Regions from separate parts of the Anas platyrhynchos genome. Here region 1 is linked to region 2. The links are chromatin contacts, called in public Hi-C maps. All regions are on one chromosome and are shown on one strand. The core of a region is the stretch at or near the end of the contact, and the rest is flanking DNA. Distances in the headings are between cores, read along the strand shown.

Region 1 (4,552 bases), core at 388-2,887, 98 kb after region 2:
TTTTAAGCTGATTTTTCAGATCCTTTTGTGCTTTGAAGCGTCTTTTATGGAGCGATGTGTTGTGGTACACTTTTTCGGGGGGGTGGAATGTAACCCCAAATCTGTTACAGTGCATCTGCTTATGGAGATTGCTTTATCAGTGTTTGGAGTCTGCATTTGTTAGGATACCATGCAAAAGTTGTCTCAGACTGCCGACTTGACTGAATTCCTGAGCTGCTGCTAGCAGCTGTCTTCCCTGACCTCTACTGGAGGGCCTGGAAGGCACAGCTGGAGATCTGTCTGGAGAGCAACCCTCATCTGCTTCAGCATCACAAGGCAGCTGCAGAAGCTGGAAGACTTGCTGGGCTTCAAACTGCCCCAGCGTTCCAAACCCTTCGGCTTATTTTGATCTCTTCAACGTTTCTTTCCTTCTCTGTGCTTGTCCCAGTCACCTCTCCAACCAGTCTGTAAAGTTTCAGACAACTCAGTGACTCCTGTACACGGAAACTAGCAACTATCCCTGATTGTCCATGTTGCCCTCTTCTACGAATTAGGTGGCTCCTCTACGCGGTTACTCCCCCCCAGTATCCAACACTCAGGTATTTACATGGCCCTTCTAACACCTTGTGGTGTGCTATGATCTCTTTTAGCACTTCGCATTTGTTCCTGAGGCGATGCACAGTACAATTACAACACTAGTATCCAATTAAGTGGTAAATCAACTCATTAACTTCACATAGAAAATTGGGGTATCTGTTTCTCTGGCACCCAGTACTGGAAGGCTCATCTGTTACTCCTCATTATTATCCCTACTGAAATCCACTAAACTTTACCTCACCCTACTCCCTTTTTACCGTATGGTAGCATTGACGAAGATGGACCCCAGCATTGATTTTTGTGGGAGTACTTTTGTAGAGTCCTGTAGTGCTCCAGGGCACCATGGGTTAGTAAAAAGTGAACTAATTTTTCCTTGTTTGGATAAGGGCTGCCTTTTTAGGGAAAATCCTTAAAAAAGCAAGGTAAGGATGTTATCCTTTATGTGTAAGTGATGGGGCAGCTAATTAGGAGCGCTAATTGCAGGGGGGGTAGTGGGGAAGGGTAAGGAGTCTGAAGCCAGTGTTTAATGACAGGAACAACTTTTTAATCTTTTATTCTTTTTAATTTTTAATTTTTTTTAATTTTTTATTTCTTATTATCTCTGTCACATAGGTGTTCCGTGAGCAAAACCTTTTAAATGGGAGTGACAAAATAAAACTTTTTATTTTATTTTATTTTATTTTATTTTAAACTTTGCCGGCCGCCGGCTGTGGAAGCGCTGGGAGCTCCCCTCAGGGCCCTGTGGGGCCGGTAACGGCCGCCCTGAGGTAACGGCCGCCCGCCGGGGCGGGGCCTCCCGGCAGCTGCTTCCCCTTTAAGAGCTTCCGCCCTCCCCCGCTCTCTCATTGGCCGGCCGAGCTGCCCATCTCCCCCAGTTCCTGTTTCGGCCACCCGAACTTGCTGACGGCACGCGCCGCCAGCCTCGACCCCTCCGCCTTCCGATTGGCTCCGCGCCGCCTTCGCCCCTCCCCCTCCGAGCGAGCGCCACCTTCCCCCTCCCACTTCAATCTGATTGGCCGCGGCGGCTCGACCCGCGCCTCCTGATTGGCTGCGGCGGGCCGCGCGTGCGGGCAGTAGGCTCGGCTGCGCGGCAGGGAGCGGAGCGGAGAGGAGACGGCGGCGGCGGCGGCGGAGGGAGGATGGTGCCCGCCGTGGGGGCGCCGCCGCCCAGCCCGCCCAGCCCGCCGGTGAGGGGAAGGGAAGGGAAGGGAAGGGAAGGGAAGGGAAGGGAAGGGAAGGGAAGGGAAGGGAAGGGAAGGGAAGGGGTCGCCGTTAAGCCCCCCCCCGACCGTTATTCTGAGGGAGGTGACGGTTGGGGGGCGCGCGCCGGGCTTCGTCCTGTTGCCATGGTAACGGCGCGTGCCGCCCCCCCCCCCCTTTCCCCCCCCCTCCCAACCGGGCCCCTTTGTCCGTGAGGGGGGGAGCGAGCGGGGCCCGGTTGTGCCCCGGGTTTGTTCCCGGCGCTTCCCCCCCGGCCGTGCCCTCAGCTCCCTGGGGGAAGGAGGTAACGAGTCGGGCCCGGTTCAGGCAATTTTGGCGGCGGCGGAGGCCTCGCGCTGAGCGGGGTAAGGCAGGAGGGCGCGTTGGGTCGCTGGCCGTCAGCACCTTGCAAATTGCATGCCTTGATTTCTCTTTTCGCATAACATCTTCGCTTTCTGTTATATCGCACGCAGATGCGGTTATGGAAAGCATTAAGCAAAGGTAACAGTGATTGCACGCCCGGCAGTCAGAAGTAGGTGATGTAAAGGCTTGGTTTGGAAACACGACTTTATAGTTTCTTTATTTCCTCTGTATCCAGTGTGTTGGAGCAATGATAATTACATTGATTGTGTTACACAGCGCTTTAACAAACTGCGGGGTGCTACCTGTCACACGTGTGCAGTAATCAAACAAGCAAGAAGGAAGCTTAGAGCTTAGGGATATGGTTTAGTGGGGACTGTTAGTGTTAGGTTAGAGGTTGGACTCAATGATCTTGAGGTCTCTTCCAACCTAGAAATTCTGTGATTCTGTGATTCTGTGAATAAATACGGAGAAATGGTCCTTAGTATTACTGTAAGGACGTAGAACTTTAATTCTGGCTTTCAGTTATTGCTATAATAACAATTATTCAAAAATAATACATACTTTTTGGAGTGAAGTAGTTTTGACAACTGGAAGTACATTCATCACTGCACAGGACCTAAACTTAGAAACTGTTCATGCTCCAAGCGTGATTTTAAGGTGAGAATAGATACAACCACGTAGTATTTGGGTGTTACTGCCTTTCAGAATGATGTTATCAACAGCTGGAAGGATTTTAAGAGTGGAGAGAAGACTGGTGCTGGAGCCTGGAGGAGCCCAACAGCTGCAAGGAGAGAATTAGGTTGTGGGTGCGTGCTGGGGGCTTTACTCCTTTGGCTCTCGGCTTTCTAAGCAGTAAGTGCTCCCGAGAGCCAAGCAGGGACGGGCTGAAGTGTCTGTCAGGTGTGTGGCGTTGTGGTGTGTGTCTGGCACGTGCCTGCTGTGTGCATCATGGGCTCGACTGTTGTAGCCGAGCGCTGGCCTTAGGCTGCGATTCCCAAGACAGCACATGAAGAAGGTGGCAAAAATTAAGCAGCAGTGTTCTGCTGACCCCGCGGGCTGAGGTGCTCTGGTCTTTCCCCTTTCTCTTCTTGTGTCAATGTAGAAGGTGTTCCAGTTTCTTTAAGGGGAGGAATTACAGAGCTGCTTCTGCGTGTTGTTTGTTTGTTTGTTATGATTTCAACATGCTAAGAAAACAAACAACACCTCAGGCTTCCAGGTATTGAAGTCTGGCAAATCAGTCAGCAGGGTGACTTGGAACTGAGCTCTGTTCGCATGCGCCTTTACTTTGCAACGCGGGTTGGCACGATGTGTGTGGCACTGCACAGTCATCTCCAGTTTGGGCATGAGTTAATGTAATGTATGGATTGAATTTGGATTCTAAACAGCATAGAAGTCAAGTACTCATGGAGGACATGGGTGGGGTCATGCAGAATTTGGCAAGAGCCAGTCAATTGTTTAATTTTTGTATGGGTGCTTGTGTTCTTGTTATAACCCTTTGGATCCAGGATGGTCTTAAAATTAACTTTGTAATTGACAGATGCCTGGGAAGAAATAGAAGTAGCATTTGATGTGAAGGGATCTTCAATGAATCACGGCTGTTTACATCTTAACTTTTAAATATATATTATTACACTCGCGTGTGTGTGTATAGATATATACACACGCTTATTGTGAAGCCTTTGCCACTCTGAAGGGTAGTGAATGAGTGTCACAGCACAACGTTTCAGCTGATGCTGTTTTCTGTTAAGTAACATAATAATGAACATTGTCCATGAATACCAAAATCCCGTTGGAGATGCGTGCCTAGCTGTGTGTACAAACCAGATTATTTTAGGAAAATGGGCATATAAACTCTGTGTATATATGTAGCATCTGACAACATTAAACTCTTAGAGATATTAATAACAGGTTGAGTTACAGTTTTGGGGCCTCTGAAGACACATTATGCTTGTCTTCATCTTTAAGAACTGCTTGCTCCTAATATTTGAAGTCCCTTTATAACTTATTTCCTGTGCTAGCATTCTTCATCTCTGTTATATTTGTGACTCCAAGTCGAGTCCCTCAGGAACATACTTTCCTATTTTGAAGGGATTCAATCACAACGTGGTTCTGGAAAGTCAAGGGAAAGCATCTTGGATGACCCACTGAGCGATAGGGCTTCCCTTTTTTCAGACTGCAATAAAGCTTGTAAGGATCATAGCTCCCTGATGAAGCAACACTGTGCGGTGCCACGCTTATACAATGGTAACGTAATGCCACGATTAAATACAATTCCAGCTTTTACGTGTGCACTTCATGTATCCAAAGCGTGCTTTGTTGTGACTTGACAAGTGTAGCACTGCTGCCATGCTCTGAGTAAGCACAAAAGTGATTCTGCTGCCTGCACAGGGTTGACAAATCTTGTGCAAACAAA
Region 2 (4,593 bases), core at 1,839-4,338:
ACAGTAGCCACAATTCTGAGTCAGGGTGCAAGGTTATTTCTAAACCAACAGTTACTGCAGATGGGTCTGTAGTTTTTCCTCTTTCATCCGTAGTGTCTTCTACTTCCTCTTAGCTAACATTTTTTTTCATCTTTATGGTTTCTGTTTTTCTGTGTTCTTTCCTGAATTCTGTTCTCCCATGAGGGCTGTTGTAATTGTAGTCGGCAAAAAATAGTTGAACCAGAACAGTGTCAGAAAATTTACTTCACAAGTACACAGGGTAGGGAAGATAATTCTTCCAAGTCTGATTTCTGTGGTGTAGTGCAGTAGTAACTGTTTCACAATCCAGATTATAGTTAAGTCTTCTAGTATAAACCAGTTCTTGGGTGGTTTTTTGTTTGTTTGTTTTTTTCTGCCTCAGATGTAGCAAGCAAAGCCAGGTCTGGTTTGAAACCTCTAATAATGAAAAAAATGTTGATAATTCTGCTTGCTGATTTCTGAGTGGCTTTTAGTCCTCCTGTTCTCTAGAGTGATTTTTGACACCTGTGAAATGACTGTCTGAAATTACAAGCTCTGAGCTTGTTCAAACTCCTCTGACTATTGGCACCACCTTTACTTTTCTAATAATGTGGCATGCTTCTGTTCTTGCTGTTTAGCTTTATATCATTCCTTGCCAGTGGTTGTCTAATCGTATATAGGATCAAGTAAGCCATTTCAGTCAGTGTCTGGACCACTGACATAACAAATGGCAGAACAAGTGGAGGAACATACTACTTACAATAAAGAGCACCTTTTCTTCCCCTCCTTTCCCTTGTTGTGAATCCTATACAGGAAGGAAAGTATTTTGAAAGGATTACAGGGAGCTGGAGGTAAGAACTTCATTCAGGATATGAGAAATTGAAGAAAGAAGGTAGTAGAGGTAGAAAGAGAAACCTGAGAACAAACACAAGAAAGAAAAACAACATGGAATCATGAATGGTTTTTTCCTTCCCTGCTTATTAATGCATCTTGCCAGGAAAGCATCCTTCTGCACAAACCTGAAAGAGGGTTATTACTACACAGAAACAGGAGAAAAGTACTGGTGTTACCTACTGTACTGGCAAAAGTTTGCTCCCACCTGACCTCAAGTTATGTTTCTGTTCATTTACTTCTGTTCATTTACTTCTCTGTTTCTGGATTTCAGGGAACAGGCAATGTGCTCTGTAGGATTTTGTGTCATTAACTCTCTGAAAAGATGCTACCCCTTGGAGGATGCAACCCACATAGCACTGCGTAAGTTTATGTTGGAAAGTGCAGTAAATTGAATGGCAGTATTCAACAGATTGCTTACCTCTGGCAGACTGCTACTGATATGGGGAAACTTTTTTTTAGGGGGCTGTAATGTGTTGCAGGAGGCGTAAAGAGGCAGGCTTTGCATGGATGAATGGGAAATGGAGGATAAAAACAAAAGACCTTTTTCCGAGAGGTCATCAGGAAGCATCCATGGGTTGGATGCTATGTTGGAACCTAGTGTTTGATACTTTTTGTTTAATGACCTGGAAAAAGATGCTGAAGAGTGAGGTGAGAGTTTGCTGATAATAGAAAAATGTTTGGGATAACAAGGATGAGGCCTTAATTGTGAATAACTGTAGGTGGACCTCAAGCAACAGAATGAATTTCAGCTGCTATTTCAGTGTTGTCAGCATAGCCAAACTTAAAGTGTATTTGCCTTGTTTGTTTTTTTCCTTTTCCTCTTTTAACTTTTCATTCCCATTGTCCTTCTCTTCGTGTCTGCTTTCCACCACCACCCATTTCCTGGACCTTCCTGTATGGTACTCCCACACAATAGGGAAGTTGTTGCAGGTGGGATGATAGGCTTTTCCTCTTGCTGTGCAAGCTGACTGGAGAAATCTCACCCTTTGCTTAGCAGAGGTGCTGGCACTCGAAGAAACCTATCTGTCTGTTTCTCTGGTTTCTCTGCCACCTGCCTGAGTAAGACTTCAGAAAATATCTGCTCACACAGGTTCAGGAAAATACTTGCTGTGAAACTGCAGAACTGTGTTTGTCCTGTAAAGTAGTGTTGTGGGTCAACCCAGTTACGCGTGAATTTCTGTACAGGAAGTTTTTGAGAAGAGATTTTTTTTCTACTGACCCGTTGTTACTTCTTTCCTTTATTGCTTTGTTGTTGTCTGTGTAGGGCTATATGCTACCTGATAAAAATGTTGCTAGGCCAATGTATTTGTTAGGACATTTTCTCTCTTAGTAATCTTGATAGAAAAGCACGTGAAGATCCTGACATCTGTCAAGATTACAGATGAGGGCCTTTAGCTGCAATGTAAGTCCAAGAATTAGTAGAGGGAATAAATTCTCTCATGACTTACATTTATGATTTCTATATGCTGCTTTTGCATAGCTGACCCCTGAGTTTTTGTGTGGCTTGCGACTTGTTCTAGGAATAATCCATTTTTGACAACTTGCAGAGACTTGGTAAAGGAGGGCTTTTGCTTGTTTTTTTTCCACAGGGCACTAAGATCACATTCTATAAATTGAGGTGTGCCTAGTAAGCTAAAATCCCAGAGAGACTTTTTCATTTTTTACCCATCTGTAAAGAGAGAAGCAGGAGAGAATGGAGATGGAATTTCCAGTATGCCCCAAAACCCATTTCATGTTAAACCACCACTTAATCCATGCTTGTGTACTGCCTGTGGAGCTATTTGGTGCAAGGAGAGAGATGTCTTTCTCTGTTCTGCATTCAGTTGATTTCTGTGCTTGTAGCCATGTGTAAATTTCTTCTCCTATTTTGCTAACTTACATTTACTCTTCTTCTTTGCAGGCACAGTTCGAAGGTTCCTGGAGATTCACGGGGAGACTCTGGAGAAGGTTGTGTTTGCAGTCTCTGAGCTCGAAGAGGTATCTCTTTGATGTTCCTTCATCAAAATTCATGGATGTGTTTGATCTCAGCAGCAGTATTAACCCCTGCACTGTAGACTGGGACTCAGATCCTCTCTAACAAATCATCCTGTCTCACTTAGACTTTCGGTTGCACAGCTTATTTCTGTCTCTTATCAGCACAGTATCTTTTCCAGTGCTTTTTCCCAGCACACTTTGAGCAGTCACCATAGATTTGTTTACAGCCTTTCCATTTCTGGCTTCCATGTTCCTGAGCCATAAGCAGGAGTCAGTATTAGAGGTTAGAGCATGCAGTTGTGCTGGATGCATTCTACCAGATAGACACAAATTTCTCAGGCAAGACTTGCTCTTTATACAAGGTTTGGTCTTCTGCTTTTAAAAGATTGTCCTGATTTCCATTCATATATAAAGACCTTAAACATTGCTGAAGTAACAAGCTTGATGTTTAATGATCTGTTTTCAGATAAGTGCTGACAGTTTCAGTCCTGTTTTTGGCTGGAATAGAGTTAATTTTCTTCCTAGTAACTGTTACGGTTCTGTGTTTTGGATTCAGGGTGGGAATAATGCTGATAATGCACCTGTATTCTAGTTGTTGCAGAGCAGTGCTTGCACCGAGTCAAGGACTTTTCAGTTGCACTGTCTTTATCTCAACCCTTGATTTTTTACTTCTTTCATTTTTATTTTTTTCCTGATTCTCTCCCCCATTCCACGGAGGGGGAGTGAGCAGACATCTGTGTGGTGCTTAACTGCCTGTCAGGTAAAAGCACAACAGTCCTTTTGGCACCCAATATGGGGCACAAAGGGTTGAGATAAAGACAGATCTGCCCAGAGCATGTTGAAACACAATTGTTATGAGCACTGTACCAGTTTAACAGTTGCTGATTAATGGCACTGAACACTGTGCTCAAGGTGTACACATGACCCATGTAAAGGACTGTTGTGGCTTAATCCAGCAGGCAACTAAGTGCCACACAGCCATTCACTCACTCCTCCCATGCCTCCAGTGGCATGGGAGGGATGGAGGGGAGAAAGGTAAAATCTCATGTGTTGAGATGCATACAGCTTAACAGGACAGAAAAGAAAGAGAAAACGATGATAAAAATACACAAAGCCAAGCGATGCACAATGCAGTTGCTCAACACTAGTTGATCGATGCCCAGCCAGACCCCGAGCAGCAGCCCTACTCCCCCAGCCAACTCCTCTCAGTTTTATTGTTGAGCACAATGCCCCCTGCTAAGGGATATCCCATTGGCCATTTGAGGTCAGCTGTCCCCTTCCAGCTCCTTGTGCACCCCCAGCCTCCTCACTGGCAGGGCAGCAGGTGGAGCTGAAAAGTCCTCAACTCAGTACAAGCACTGTTCTGCAACAATTAAAACATCAGTGTTATCAATGCCGTTCTCATCCTAAATCCAAAACATGGCACCATGCCAGCTACTAGGAAGAAAAATTGTTTTATCCTAGCCAAAACTAGGACAACAACTCTTAGATGTTGGACCTAATAATAGCTGCTCCTGTGCAGAATACCCACACTGTTCAGACTCTGTCACATCTGGATGACAAAATGAAATTACTTAATAGGGTTTCTAAAACTACTCGTCTGATGGAGGGAACATGTGGTGAAGTATTACAATGTTTAGTAAAGATTTTCACTGTTTTCCTACATGCGAGGAGGGTTTCTCTTGGTTGTTTCTTGTTTATTCTTTTTTCCAGTCAGATCACTTGAGT

What was found. Hi-C and Micro-C count contacts between places; a contact is called where the count stands out from the background.
Region 1: a Hi-C map of subcutaneous adipose tissue shows a contact between it and region 2, with 2.5 times the contacts expected there. The contact joins the promoter of USF3 here to the enhancer-like site in region 2. A contact is called at or near these places in 3 of 8 Hi-C or Micro-C datasets (liver, skeletal muscle and subcutaneous adipose tissue).

Annotation. Positions count from the first base shown.
Region 1 is chr1:83,986,781-83,991,332 of IASCAAS_PekinDuck_T2T, forward strand. It overlaps USF3 (upstream transcription factor family member 3), which reads left to right and starts at 1,638. Exons shown (of 6, transcript XM_038181075.2): 1 at 1,638-1,763. The coding sequence starts at 1,716.
Region 2 is chr1:83,887,648-83,892,240 of IASCAAS_PekinDuck_T2T, forward strand. It overlaps GDAP2 (ganglioside induced differentiation associated protein 2), which reads left to right. Exons shown (of 14, transcript XM_072043700.1): 5 at 1,163-1,251; 6 at 2,792-2,868. Among named protein-coding and RNA genes, the nearest start is that of GDAP2, 10 kb to the left of the region's middle. Within about 2 kb of position 3,089, at least 1 of the 8 cell types and tissues checked has an H3K27ac peak or open chromatin away from gene starts, as enhancers often do.